Regions from separate parts of the Mus musculus genome. Here regions 2 and 3 are each linked to region 1. The links are chromatin contacts, called in public HiChIP or PLAC-seq and promoter capture Hi-C maps. All regions are on one chromosome and are shown on one strand. Each heading gives the region's core, a stretch centred on a gene start, on an enhancer-like site or on the middle of the called end of the contact. The rest is flanking DNA. Distances are from core to core; before and after follow the strand shown.

Region 1 (4,848 bases), core at 1,620-4,119:
AACAAATCCTGACCTGTTTCTTCTAGTTAATATTGTTACTATTTCTGTCTACCTAGGAAACTTCAAATATTCTAAGACTAATCACACAGCCTAGACAACAGATTGTCCAAAACTATCCAAGAGGGAGGTAGCTGTACCTTGGCAATCTTTATATTAGGTTAGAACAGGGGACCTCCATTTAATGTTTCAGTCAAATCAAATGTTTTAATTTTTAGTATAACAGACATAATTACACATTTACTAAGATCATCTATAATTTGACACATGTAACACCACAAAAAAAAATCTAATTTTCTATGTATCTTTTTTACTTGTTAAAACAGCTGAATATATTTAATACTTTTCAAAATGCACTTGTATAGCCATTTACTAAACAATATCAAGCCAAACCAAAAAAAAAAAAGGGTCTAAGTTACCTTTTTGTCTATTAACTGTAGCAATAAGGAGAAACAATACAAGGGGATGAACAAGACCACCCATGATACACTGAAAAGGTATTACACCTTGGATCTAAGAATGATCTGAAGGTGCTGAAAGAGGTGATTCTCTAGAAGGTGACCCAGGGTTTTCTTCAGGTGGAAAAACTGTGAGAGTGCAAGCCCGAATGCCACCCAGCGACTCAGGAAGATCAAAAACTTTATGCCACTCGTCTTTTTCTGGGTCATATTTCTGGACAATTTCTACCATGCACCGGTTATTCCAAGAATATCCACCAACAACATAGATTTTGTTTTCAAAGACTGCAACTCCAACATCACTCTGACCTCTCAGCATAGCAGCAATTGGTGTCCACTGGTCAAGAGTTGGCGAATAGTATTCGCAGCTTAGGACATCATCATAATCACTTGTTCCTCTGAAGTGGTTGCCACCGATGACATACAGCTTGTCTCCAACTGTACACATGCAATGCAGACCTCGGACTGTAGTCATAGGAGCCTTCTGTGTCCATTTGTCTGTATCTGGGTCAAAACACATGAGCTCATTTTGGAAAGTGTCATGAGTGATTCCTCCGGAAATATACATTAAACCCCCATATACTGTTCCAGCATGGCCATAGTGGGGTTCACTCATCTTTGCAACGTAGCTCCATTCATTCATTCTTGGGTTGTAACATTCTACTGTGGCCAGTTCACCAGCTGCACTGCGCCCACCAACTGCATATAAATGTCCTTTGAGGGCACTCAGGTGAAAGAATGTGCGCTTTTCGTTTAATGATGCCACCTGCATCCACTTATTATAACGAGGATCAAATCTGAAAACTGTATCAACAGCCGTTTTTCCTTTTGTATCATAATTACTCTGGCCACCAACTACATAAAGGAAATTTCCAATAACAGCAATGCCATGCTGGTATCGAGGAGCATCCATGGGCGCTAACGACTTCCACTCCTGCGCCCTTTCGTCGTACATTCGTAACTCTTTACTGACAACTAGCTGTTGTCTCAAAACTCCTCCTAAGGTAACCAAATGAGTAGAATCAGATCGAATGGCAGTTCTGTCCGACTGCATCACCGGCTGCATATACGGCATCATTTGGTAATTGCTTGCTTCCAAAAGTAAATTCACACAGGTATTGTCTGTTCTCATGAAATCTACTGTCTGCACATAGTTGATGAGATCCTGTGGTGTCATCAGTGGAAAGCGAATATTCTTCATTAATTTTGCGGCATAGTCCATCCGAGGGTCTTCCAGCCTCAGCCAGCGGCAGGCTGCCTTGAAGAGCTCAAGTTCCGAACAGTGCTTGAGACTATTGCTGGAAAGCACAAAGGCAAGCCGTTCAAAGGGGAGTTTCAGAAACTCCCCAGTATTCAACAAGGCAGGAAAGTTCTTCAGGATGAAATTATTTACGTATTTATCCACTTCTATAAGATTGTAGGTGTTAGCAATCCGGCCAACCTCCACACAGTTATCCAAAGAGACGCCTGATATAAGAAATACTTTACAAAAATCCAAAACCGGCAAGATCTGTAGAAAGCTGGCAGCTTCAAGAGTGTCCTGAAGATTGTCCATATTAAGAGACAGTTTTGCAGTATAAATAAAATCAATGATTTTCTTCAGACCAACTTTGTTCACCCCATGAAGCTTGATGCACATCAAATCTTTCTCTTTCATTCCTCCAGTGAACATGGCCTTGAAATAATCACTGGCAGACGCCATCATGGCTCTATGAACCGGGAAGATTTCCTCTCCATCGCCAGGTACCAGCGTCACGTCACAAAGTAGGCCCTCTATTCTGAGCTGATCAAAGCCTTGCAATACAACCGAACTGTGCGTGTTGCTGGTAAAAAACCGCGTAGTTCCAGACTTGCAAGGCTGCAGGTGGGCAGAGACGCCCATGTCGCCGTTACCCAGAGACACCTTCATGGGAGAAGCCGGAGCTCGCTGCGAGCTGCAGGCCGCAGACGTTACAAAGAGAACGCTCTCGGGAAACCCCGGGGCCGCCGAACCAAGGGCAAGCAAGCGGTCGCCGCAGCACCGCTCTGGGCACACCGACGTCCGCCCTGCAGCAACAGCAGCACGCACCTCAAATCTGCCAGGAGAGCGGGTGAGTCATCACCCGGGGCAGTTACGTGACCGCTTCACCTCCTCCGGTCCCGGGCTGTCGTCCTTCGCCGCTGCGCTCAGGGCGGGGGAGGGGCCGTCACGGCCTGCGCACCCCGGCTGCCGCCCTCCAAGGCTCAGCCACCCCAACGAGCTGCGGCCGCGTCCTCTGCGATCCCCGCTGTGTCGTCGCGGCTACGGACTTGGCTTGGAGCAGGGCCTGGAATCCCGACTTGGGCCTAGAACGGCGGCCTAGCACCGAGAGCCAGCCCGACCTTCCGGAAAGGCAGAATCCCAGGATCCCCCGGGCTAGGAGCGGCTGCACAGCTAGTGCGCTTGCGCGGCTGAGCTGGCAAGGGGGCGGTGGATGGGGGCAGGGCGCGGGCGGGACTGGGGGCGGGGTTCCGGCCGGCCAGCGAGGCCGGTGCAGGGTCCATTATGTAAGCTTGTAGGAATGCGCGTGCGTGTGCTTAAGCTTGCTTTTCAAGAGCGCGTTCTTTTCAAGATTTACGCTTAAGGTCTTTGCCAGAGCAGCAACGAAAGGCAACCTTTGTTCAAACACAAGAAGCCTGGCAGAAGAAATCATTGTATCGTTTTATTTATTTATTTTCTTCAAGAACAGTTTTACAGTTTGCGTCACACTCAATTAAAAATGTTGATTGTAAAAGGTTTTTTGTTTGTTTGTTTAACATTTAAGACACATGAGATTTAACTTGCCACTAAATTTTGGTCCTAATGATACATTTTTTTAATATTTGGCAGGAGAGATAATGCCTTCATAAATACGGTTTTCAGGGTTTTGTTTTCCAAACACTATTTTTAACTGGCTACAGTTTTCCAGTAGTTGAGCATGTTATAGTTTACTTTGTCCACTGTTTTCATCAGTGTACAAATGTCCTCCATTATCTTATGGACTCTGTAATAAGCGCAGATGATTTGAACACAAAACGTTATCCTGATTTGGATAATGATAATATTTGGTAGAATATTCAAGTCAATGTTTCCAAAATAGTTACCCTTTGCGTTTCCCTTGTGTTGAACTTTGCTTTTATAAGTATTTTTTATTAACATGCAGTTCTCTAGCTACTGGCAAATTTTAACTTTGATTTGAGAATAAGTATATAATTTGCCGTAGTTCTCTGTTCTCGAAGTTCCAAATCCTTCTAGCGTTTACTTGTATGCAGACTAAGAATATACTTACATTCTTATGCTCCACTTCCTGGCTCTTTTCTAAATGGCATGTATCCTACTGGATTTTTTTTTTCCAGTTCAAGATTTTCCAAAATTGGTATATAGAGAGCTTACTTACAACCTGTTGATGACCCCAAAAAAATGTATGTAATTTACTTAACTATAGGTGATTAATCTTCCTTTATTTCTCCTTCCTTCTTCTCCCGGTGGTTTCCGGCCAATTGCAGCAATCCCGGGAAACTAGTAGAACAACATTCTTTTCCCCAAACTAGTAGAACAACCTGTGGTCGTCGTTCCTTCCCCCCCCCCCCCCCAGGTGCCCTGTTATACCAGAGCTTTGTTGAAATGAGAATGGTCTTGAGAAGTTCTTCCCAGGAGCTAAGTTCTGGGAGGCTGCTTGGTTCAGGAGTTGGGGTAAGCCTTTCCTGAGTGGCTCTGACATGTCACCTGGCTGTGAAGAGGCACTTCCGAGAGATTAATTTCTACCTGTAGGGAAAGAAAGAACAAGATCACTTCCTGAGAAGGTGCCAGAGCAAACTTCAAGACATCGGTCCTTTCCCTACTAAGCTAGCAAGGTTAATGAGAAACCAGGCATGAACATTTATGGTTATTAGGGACACATGCTCCTCATATTTCAATGGTTTATTTTACATTTATTTTTATGTTCATTGGTGTTTTGTCTGCATGTATGGCTATGCGAGGATGTCAACTGGAGTAACAGGCAGGTGTGATCTATCCTCTAGATGCTTGGAACTGAACCCTGGGTCCTCTGGAAGAGCACCCAGTGCTCTTTACCTCTGAGCCATCTCTCCAGCCACCAACATTTAACTATTTTAAAAGATTATTTTGGGGGCTGGTGAGATGGCTCAGTGGGTAAGAGCACCCGACTACTCTTCCGAAGGTCCAGAGTTCAAATCCCAGCAACCACATGGTGGCTCACAACCATCCGTAACAAGATCTGACTCCCTCTTCTGGTGTGTCTGAAGACAGCTACAGTGTACTTACATATAATAAATAAATCTTAAAAAAAAAAGATTATTTTGTTCTGCTTTCACCAATATTTGGTAGTCATGTTAAACAGGTATGTGTTAAAAGCATCGACTTAGGGTCATCGGC
Region 2 (4,848 bases), core at 1,567-4,066, 650 kb before region 1:
GTACGTATACACCATGTCTGTGTAGGAATCAGTGGGGTCACATAGTGGGTGTGGAATCCCTGGGAGCTGGAGTTAATGACAGTTGTAAGAGGTCAGAAATGGTTGCAGGAAACCAGACCCTTGTCTTCTGGAGAGCTGGAAATGCACTTAACCGTTAAGCTATTTCTCCAGCCCCCATCAATCCTTTATAAGGTGTTTCCTGGATTGAGGATATAGCTCAGTAAAGCACTTGTGTAACATGAAATATGCAGGATGACACTGGCCTATGATCCCAGCACTTGAGAGGTGGAGGCAGGAGGACAGAAGTTCAAGGCCATCCTTGAAACACCAGGCCAGCTGGTGGTGGCTGCTCACTCCTATAATTCCTGCACTTGGGAAGCTGAGAACAAAAGGCTGCCATGAGTTTGAAGGCAGCCTGTGCTACAGAGTGAAACCCTGTATGGGAAAAAAAAAAAAAAAAAAAAAAGGATTTCTTGTCTTCTTTATTTTTTTCTAACTAATCAACTCTAGAATCACTATGTCAAGCTTCAAGAGATATCCCATTTGGCTTTTGATTGGAGTTGCATTAAACATATAAATTAATTTGAGAAGAACTGGCTCTTTTATAAAGTCATTATTATCCAGGATCTTGGTAGGATCCTCATTCATTCAGGACTTCTTTTATGATCTTCAGTAAAAAAGTAGTTTTATTTATACCGTTCCTGTCCATTTCTTGTTATGGTTAATCAGAGATATTTTATGTCATTCATTTCAAAATCAATTACAATCTGACTTCTACCTATTAATCTTAATTCTTTTGTTACTAAAATGTGGTGTGGAGAGAAAGGAGAGGCAGGAATTATTGCAAGGACACTGAAGCTCAGAAGAGAAATGAATGATTGGTAAAAGAGGCTGGGCTGTTGCCTGGCTGAGGCTGGGATCCATGAGCTGAAACAAAGCCACACTCTTCTAACCCACACTCATCTCTGTCCTTTCTCAAACTCTGCTCTTTGTTGCTGATCTCTTATGCTTGCATAGATCTGTCTTCTGACTTTATTCTGATATTTCAATTATCTGGAAGTATAGGGGATGCTTTTCTGGTGCATTAGCTGGGGCTCTCTAGAGTAGCAGAACTAATAGAATAAATCTCTTTATATATACATATATAAACATATATATGTTGTGTATGTATGTATATAGAAAGATTTACTAGAATCACTTACAGGCTACAGTACAACTAACCCAATAATAGGAGTTGAATATGAACAGAAAGACTAAGAATCCAGAAGTTGCTCAGTCCACAAAACTGAATGCCTTAACAAGTCTTCAGCAGTTGATGTAATTCTAAAGAAATAGGCTCCAATACCAAGGAAGGAATGGACTTGTTAGCAGGGTGACAGCAAGCAGGCAAAGAGCAGAAGCTTCCTTCTTCCATATTCTTATATAGGCTTCCAGCAGAATGTTTGGCCCAGATTTAAAGTGTGTCTTCTCTCCTCAAGAACTGCATTAAAGGTGAGTGTTTTTCTATGTCAAAGGTCTGGATTAGAAGTGGATTCACCCACCTCCAACCAAGAAAAAAAAAAAAACAAACAAAAACAAAAACCTCTCACAGGTGTGAACTCCATTTCTGGATTGTAGTTCATTTCAGATGTGGCCATGTTTACCCAAGAACAGCTGTCACATCTGGATTCCTTGGAGCCCTAATAGAACAATGGGCTTTGCTGGGATATGCCCATAGACATTGAGACTGTGTCTAACACAAGTTATGTTCTTGTGCCTGTGAACAGGGAAGCAAGTAGTATGAAAGTGGGGACCTCTGGAAGGTGGGGCAGGAGGCAGGCACTGAAGATTACTATCACTCTGAGAGGTCTGCTGTGGCTGTCTTGCTGTTTCTTTTCATGTGCTTTACTCTTAGAAACCTTTGATGCAATTGAAAAACATCTCAAGTTCTCTCCTCTCCTGTTTCAATTTCACATTCTGTTTTACTTTGGTTTTGTTGAGAAGAGGGAAGGACTCACTGTGTGGCTTTGCATTTCTGATCTTCCTGCCTTTGCATCCCAATGGCTGGAATTAAGGGTTGTTGGTGTCCAGTACCATGGCTAACATTTTTATTTGTTTGTTTGTTTTCATTTAAAATCTCAAACCTTTCTTCTCCTACCTATCCTTATTTGTTTTGAGTAGGCTTTTATCTTTGGCTTCTTTCTCTTCTTCTAAGTCTTCATAACCATTTTATTCTGTGGCTTACTTTTTTATGGAAACTTCTTAAGATCTATTTCATTTTTTAAAGATATGGTTGCATGCATGTGTTTTGGTTTGCTTTCTACTGTTGTGATAAAACAATATGTCTAAGATCAACTTGAGGAGGGGGCGGTTCTTTGTGATAGACTGTGGTCTCAGTCAGTATATCATAGAGAGAAGCCAACCAAGGAACTCAAGCAAGACAGGAACCTGGAAGCAGGAATTGAAGCAGAAGCCACAGATGAATGCTGCTTATAGACTTGCTCCCTTTGGCTTTCTCTGTTTGCTTTTTATATACCCCAGGTCCACCTACCCAGAGATGACATGTCCCACAGTGGGCAGAGACCTCCCACATCAACCATCATCCAATGAAATGACCACAGACCAATCTGAAGAAGGGAGTTCCTCTTCCCAGATGATTCCAGCTCTTCAAATTGACAAAAGCAAAACAAAACAAAACAGAACAAAAACTAACAAGAGTGAATGTCTGTGCACATGACTGTATGTCCTAGAGGAAACCAGTTACATATGGTTAGGATCCTGCCTGCTAAACATGAACTCAGGTCTCTCTGCAAGAGCAAATGTATGCTTTTTAAACATTGAGTCATCTCTCCGGTATTCTGTGGTTTTAATTATCAACTGCTTGAAGTTGATTCTCAAATCCATTGCTGCAGGCCACCTCGCATTCCTTCTTTAGATCCATCCTCTCGTCACTAGAATCTAGTGAGACTTCAACTTGCTGTGACTACAGTTAGAGTAGTGACTTAAATTGTCTTTTTGTCATAGTATACACTGAACATGAGTGTTTTAGAAACATTAATTCTTCCATTTTTGACCTGTATTCAAATAGGAGCATCTTGCTGTTATTTAAATTTTATCTCCAGTAAACAAAAAGCTAGACATTGCATAATAATTAGAATAACATGCTAGAAAGTGACAATTTACAGATTTTTGTTCTTTGCTGCTGAGCCTTTTTTAAAAAGACTGTCTAACTAACTCTCTGGGTAGCCCAGGATCTACCACCCAGATTACAGGTGTGTGCCACTGAATAAAGCACAGCTGAGTCTTTTTATAGCTAACATTCCTAATTGATGATTATGATGAAGACCCAATTAACACATGGTAAATCATTTCACAGTCCATGAACAATTAAGGTAAGCACAAAAAAAATATGTGCTGTTCTTGTATAATTTTGCACATATATTCTATAGCTGTGATATGAACATTACGTTTGATTACTAACAAATTGCAACATATAAGGTGTCACCTCTTTCTAGGAGATTCTAATGAATTAAGTGATTTAATTTAATGCGGCATACAAACAGCAGTCTCGTATATAAAATATATCTACTTCAACTCCAAAGCCAATATCACACTGTGATGGGAGCTGTTAGAGATATCCTGTTAATATCAGGAAAGGTGCCCCAGCGGTGGCACCGGATGCCTTTAATCTCAGCATTTGGGAGGCAGAAGCAGGAAGATCTTTGAGTTCAAGACCAGCCTGATCTACAGAGAGAATTCCAGGACAGCTAGGGATACACAGAGAAACTCTGTCTTGAAAAACAAAACAAAACAAAACAATGAGGAGAGGTGTAAAAATATCTACTATCTTTCTTACTCAACACTGTACTGGGTGAGGCATCAATCTCACCTAGAAACGAGAAGAAATGCTAAGTGTTACAATCATAAAGTGCCAAGTGCAGGAAGCATAACTGCTGTCCTAATGCCTAGGCTGCAGCTAGAGGCTCAGGAATTTGATGCTAACCTGGGCTACACTATGAGATCATGTCTTTAAAAAAAGATAGAGCTAGGTGTAGTGGTGAAATCCTTTCAGGAAGATTTCTGTTCGTTCAAGGCCAGCCGGGGCTACAAAGTGAGGCCATCTCAAGACAAACATAAAAGAAGCATTTAAAATTGGAGATAAGATTAATTTTATTAAAATGCTGATCAGATTATTGGTAAACATGGGGGAGAAAAAGAAAAACTAAATGTGGATCTGTACCTTCTAACATTAAACAATTCCATTTAGCCTAAATATTTACATGAAAAAAAAAGAAAAGAAAAGAAAAGAAAAGAAAAGAAAAGAAAAGAAAAAAAAATGGTAGGGGCTGGAGAGATGGCTCAGAGGTCAAGAGCACTGATTGCTCTTCCAGAGTATCTGGGTTCAATTCCTAGCACCCTCTTGGTGGCTAACAACCATTTGTAACTCCATTCCCATAGGGGTTCTAGCACCCTCTTCTGGACTCTGAAGATACACATGTAGTACATATATGTGTAGGCAAAATGCCCATACACATAAAACAAAAATAAATAGATGGAAAGAGAGAAACTGTAACTAAGCATGGTGGCTCACATTTAAAATCCTGGAGGCTTGGAAGTTCTAGGCCATCACTGGAGCTACAAAGAAAGCTTGAAGCCAGCTTGTGCTACATGAGACCTTACTTCAAGTCCCTTTTCTCAAAAGGAGGGATGGTAGGTATTTAGGTCCATGGTAGAAGACTTGTCCTGGGCTTCATCACCAACATTGGGAGATGAGAGCCAAAGGCAAACTGGAAAAAATATTTGTTATGCATACCATAGGCAAATGGTATTCTTTGTAACTGAAAGAGGGTTTTTACATATCAAGCAAAA
Region 3 (4,848 bases), core at 721-3,220, 630 kb before region 1:
GTGACAAGGAAAGAGGAAGAGCAGGATATGGGGTAGGAAGGTTTGCAGGGGAGAGGGTCCTAGTGAGTATAGAGCACATACTTAGAATGCATGAAGCCCACAGTTTGACCTTTCAGAATCATCAGGGAGAAAATACAAAGAAACAAAAACAGTGTTGGGAGTCTTTACCCCATCTGCTATAGGAGGGCACTGAGAAGGTATTGTCTGTAGAGCAAGCCCCACACCAGATGACAAATCTGCTCATTCCTGGCTTGGGACTTTCTAGCCTATCGAATGAGGGATACATTTTTTATTATCTGTAATATATTCACTCAGTAAGATATTTTCTCATTGGAGTCAAAAATGGGCTAAGATCTTTCAGAGTAAGTATTTCCCCACAAGATCCTAAACTATCAGTTTTGGAGACAGACACTTTATTGAGAACAGGATGGCTGGTTTCAAATGTATCAGCTAGGTAAATAGCCTTGGTCAAAGTGTTTCATATTTTGTGCTTAGTTTCCTTATTTGAAAAAAATGTAATAACTTTACTATTCAACTTGGTCTGTGAATTAAATAAGTTGATATACTTAAAACAGTATACCAGACATAACTACATGCTCGATTAGGAACAAGTGAGCCTCAAGAAACACAGGAATAAGCCAGGGGTGTGGCCCATGCCTTTAGTCCCAGCACTTGGGGGGCAGAGGCAGGCAGATCTCTGATTTTGAGGCCAGTCTTGTCTACAAAAAGCATATTATAATGACCTTGCAAATTTAACTTACAAAACTGCTTGCTACAAAATGAGAGCCTGTCTCAAAAAACCAAATACAGGAATAGACAAAGGAAACAAATTTAAAATGTTCCTAAAATTTGTACTTGTGTAGTTGGAAAACTTATGGGAATATCATCAAACTAATAAAACCAAAAAGGTAATTATAAATCTCACAGAACTCCCATGTCCCCAAGGATATAAGCGATTGAATACAGGAACATGTTCAAAATTAATTTAGATAAATTCTTACAGAATGAATGCATTATAAGTTATTGGAAGATCTAGAGATGGTGTGTGGAATGTAATTATTGTTCTGAGGTGAAGTATAGGAAACCAAGAATTTCCTGTTAGCATATTATAATGACCTTGCAAATTTAACTTACAAAACTGCTTGCTAAATTCCTACCACAGAATTAGAATCTCTAGAGATGTACCCAGGCTTCTTTTAAAGCGTCCTAATGCTTCTAAAAGTGCATGGGGTTTCAGAAACAGTCAGGTAATAGATTTCTATTCCTTTTAACTTATTTATTTATTTATAAACGCAGTTGTTTTCGTTTCTGCTGCGTTGTGCCAGGTGTCACAGACTTCCCCTGTGGGACCATTCCTTCCTATTTCGCTAAAGAAAATGCTTGGCTATAATAAATGTTATATAACAATAATAGTCGTGGTAAAGTTCTTTGAGCCAGCTCTCTTTAGATCAAATTCCCCCGTAGCAGAAATTCCTGGGCCTTGACAACTATACAAGTAGAAGCAAGGGCACAGCAGGAAGAAATGAAGTCACTGAGCAGCAGCTCCAGGAAGCAAGCTGGCTCTGAACCCTAGCTATCATGAGTACTCCAACCCCGCTCCCCCTGCCCCTCCTCCCCACTCCAGTCACGAGGATTTACAAAATCTCCAAATATCAAGAAGCTGTCCTGCATCTCCTAAAGCTGCCAACAGGACTCCCTGGCTCTGTGCAGTGGCATCTCCAGACAGGATCCTTTGCTTTCACATCCCAGAGCCTGAAGATCAGCCTGCACCCCTGCGAAGTCTGGCTGTGGCTAGGGCTGGGACCCAGCTTCACTTCAACATCTAACTGCAGTGAGCCGCCAAGGCCTTGTCACGCATGCGCGCGAGGGGGCGGGCATCCCAGCAGAGGAGGCGGGACTGGTTCTTGAAGTAGGTTTCGTATTGGCTGTCTCCGACAGGACCCGCCTCCGAGCGGTGGAGGCGGTGCGTGGGACACGTCAGGCACGGGAGCAGGCTGTGCCTGTGGCAGAAGTGAGGTAAGCCATGCGGCGTGGCTGACCGTCCACCGGCGGCAGCCGGGTGGGCAGTTGCCGCATCGGGTCCGGCTGCAGCCGCGGTCACGGGGGCGAGGGCGACCGAAGCTGGACCACTTGGGCTGGGGTGCAGGCCCGCGGCGGAGCATGTGGCGGCAAGGCCGTGGCGTCGCGTGAGGCGGGCAGGGCATTTGACCTGCTGCCCCTATTGCTGGTCCAGCGAAGCGTCCGGCTCCCGGAGGATCTGGCCTCAAGCGGTTCCCTGGTGTAAGGCTCCAGGACCCGCTGGCAGTGGAGGGGCTTGGCAGCCGGAGAGGCTGGCACGATCTGTCTAGCTTACCTGCCTCAGGTTGCGGTTGTCACCCCTCCTTAACCCGGTCGCTGGTTCGGGGCAGCGCCAGAGATCCTGGTGTCCTCTTGTCTGGCCTGGGGTGACTGTCTGAGTTCCCCGGGACTCAGACGCAGTTTTTGTCCACTTTAATGCAAAGGCTCTTGGGTGAGCAGAGCCTGTTTTCTGACTCAGGTCTCTGGCTCTGAAGAGTTTTTCTGTGGGGCTTCAGCGGTTGCAGGCGCCTGCGGTTGTGTAGGACTTAATCCCAGTTTGTTTCAGCCATGGTGCCTTGACCCCTTGTTTGTAGTTTTGGATCCAGTGAAATCATACCGTCATTGACTCATTCATTGCAAACTTTTAAAATGAGTTCCTTGGTGGATAGATAGTACCTGCCTTTGCTTGCATTTAATATGCCAGTGCTAGTGTCTGAGTTGACAAGATTTGAGATGGATTTTTTTTTTTTTTGTGGTTCATTTTTAGGATCTAGATTTAGATGCAAAAGATGAAGCTCTCTTGGACCTTATTCCAAGGGTTTTTTTTTTTTTTTTTTTTTTTTTTTTGTTGCTTTGGTTTATTTATTTATTTATTTATTTAATTTTGTTTTTTGCTTTTCCCTCTCCTTCTAATAAACCCTAAAGCCCATTGGCCCTGAGGGGTGATCCTAGTGCTTCCTATGGAAAAGTAAAGGGATGTGATTACAAGTATTCTGTAATTTTGGAATGTTCAAATTTTACAAAATTTACAAATGTTCAAGATTTACTGAACGGTGTTAGCAGTTGGGAACCAACTAAGTAAAAAACACATGATGTCATTTATGATTGTGTATTTTATGCTCCAGTGACAAGTGTTTCTGTTCACAAACACTTGACTAGCAAGCGAGTGAGTGCATGGTTACAATTTTGATTGACATCCAGTTTCTGCAAAGAAAGTACCATGACTCATCTAAATTTTGAAGTGTAATAATCATGAAGTTTTTTGTTATATATAAAAATACTCCATAGAGATAACTGGACAAGAATGCAGTTTTCAAAGCTTTTGACTTGCTTTGGTGATAAGTGATAGCCAAAACAACTGAATTATTTACTTACCAAATTAATCTTATTAACAGTTCACATTTCTTTGTTTTCCATATCTTGCTTAGTTTTTTTTTTTTGTTTCTTTTTTAATTGAAATAATTTAAAATTGTATCATGTTACTATTTGGTGGGTTTTAATTGCTTGATGGCTCTAATTGAGGCCTAATAATCCAAAAGTAAATAAATTGTTACTTCAAGGTAACAAATACCTGTATAGATGTGATAGATTTTTCTTATGGTAATTGATTAATGGTATTTACACATAGTAGAGATCACCCTTTTCTAGTATAAAATGATTTCAAAGGTAATTATTCTGATATTCCGAGCCTCATGATATTTGACATTGTCCATAAACTGTTAGTTGAATTAATATTAATTAGAGATGTAAATCAATTATAATCACTATTAGTATAGAGCTCTTTCATATGATAAAATACAGCTTAGCCCTAGAAGTATAGTTTAAATCTGTGACTTATAAATAGCAATTAATTGAGAAGAATTTATGTGTACCATTTCCATCATGGTAAATAAGAATTGCTAAGCTAATTGGACAAGTGTTGTTTGTCAGCTTCCTCTATAAAAATTATTTCAACCTTTTTAAAAATGTAGATCCCATTCATTTCACACACTAGATTACAAAATTTGAAAGTGTGTAAAAAAGATTTTTAATCTGTTTCAAGTCACACAATGTTGAGAGTAATGCAATGACATTTGTAATTTTTTATCACTTTGCTAACATATTTTCATTCATTCAGCCAGAGTCAGAGTATGCATGTATTTGTTTTATTGCTTGTTTATCTGGATAGATGAGAATGACCTTGAACTAATGGTTTTCTTGCCTCAGTCTACCCAAGGCTGAAATTAGGGCAAGTGCCACCCTTTCTGGTTTATATCTTGCTGGGACTGAAATAAATACTTTGTGCACTTAAAATGCATTATTATTATTATTATTATTATTATTATTATTATTATTACTATCATGTGTATTTACATGAGCCCAGATGCCTGTGAAAGCCAGAGGCATCAGATTCCTTGGATCTTAGAGTTATAGGCAGTTGTGAGCTACCTGATGTGAGTGCTGGGAGCCAAACTTGAATTCACTAGAAAAGTATTACGTACCCTTAACTGCTGAGTTGTCTCTCTAGGCATCTGAGTATTCTGGTCATACAGACCCCTTAACTTATGAATAGGTTATAGCCAGAAAATCTTACTGTAAGTCAGTAATATTGTACATCAAAAATGCATTTAAGAAGAATGAGCATCATGTGTAATTGTGTGGCAGACAGGTGCTTTTTGTGAGTTTGACGTCATCCTGGTCTACAAAGTGAGCTCCAGGCCAGCTAGGCCTACATAATGAGAACCTGCCTGGTTCAGTAGGTAAAGTGCTTTCTATGATAGCTGGATTTCTTAGTACCCATGTAAATGGTAA

What was found. HiChIP or PLAC-seq counts read pairs in DNA pulled down with a chosen protein or histone mark. Capture Hi-C pulls out chosen DNA fragments and counts their contacts.
Region 2: a contact with region 1 is called in an HNF4G HiChIP or PLAC-seq map of pancreatic cancer cells. The contact joins the enhancer-like site here to the promoter of Klhl9 in region 1. A contact is called at or near these places in 2 of 39 promoter capture datasets (the 3T3-L1 cell line and neutrophils), 1 of 484 Hi-C or Micro-C datasets (muscle stem cells) and 2 of 115 datasets of contacts at active chromatin or transcription factors (bone marrow-derived macrophages and pancreatic cancer cells).
Region 3: a promoter capture Hi-C map of liver shows a contact between it and region 1, with 2.7 times the contacts expected there. The contact joins the promoter of Focad here to the promoter of Klhl9 in region 1. A contact is called at or near these places in 5 of 39 promoter capture datasets (the 3T3-L1 cell line, the C10 cell line, embryonic stem cells and 2 more), 1 of 484 Hi-C or Micro-C datasets (muscle stem cells), 4 of 115 datasets of contacts at active chromatin or transcription factors (bone marrow-derived macrophages, cardiomyocytes, extraembryonic endoderm stem cells and 1 more) and 2 of 9 other capture datasets (adipose tissue and liver).

Annotation. Positions count from the first base shown.
Region 1 is chr4:88,719,639-88,724,486 of GRCm38.p6, forward strand. It overlaps Klhl9 (kelch-like 9), which reads right to left and starts at 2,870. Exons shown (of 1, transcript NM_172871.2): 1 at 1-2,870. The coding sequence starts at 2,364. The coding sequence ends at 511.
Region 2 is chr4:88,069,230-88,074,077 of GRCm38.p6, forward strand. No RefSeq gene overlaps it. Among named protein-coding and RNA genes, the nearest start is that of Focad, 23 kb to the right of the region's middle. Within about 2 kb of position 2,817, at least 12 of the 459 cell types and tissues checked have an H3K27ac peak or open chromatin away from gene starts, as enhancers often do. A contact at or near this core is called in pancreatic cancer cells, where this site is marked.
Region 3 is chr4:88,092,660-88,097,507 of GRCm38.p6, forward strand. Focad (focadhesin) reads left to right here and starts at 1,971. Exons shown (of 44, transcript NM_001081184.1): 1 at 1,971-2,016.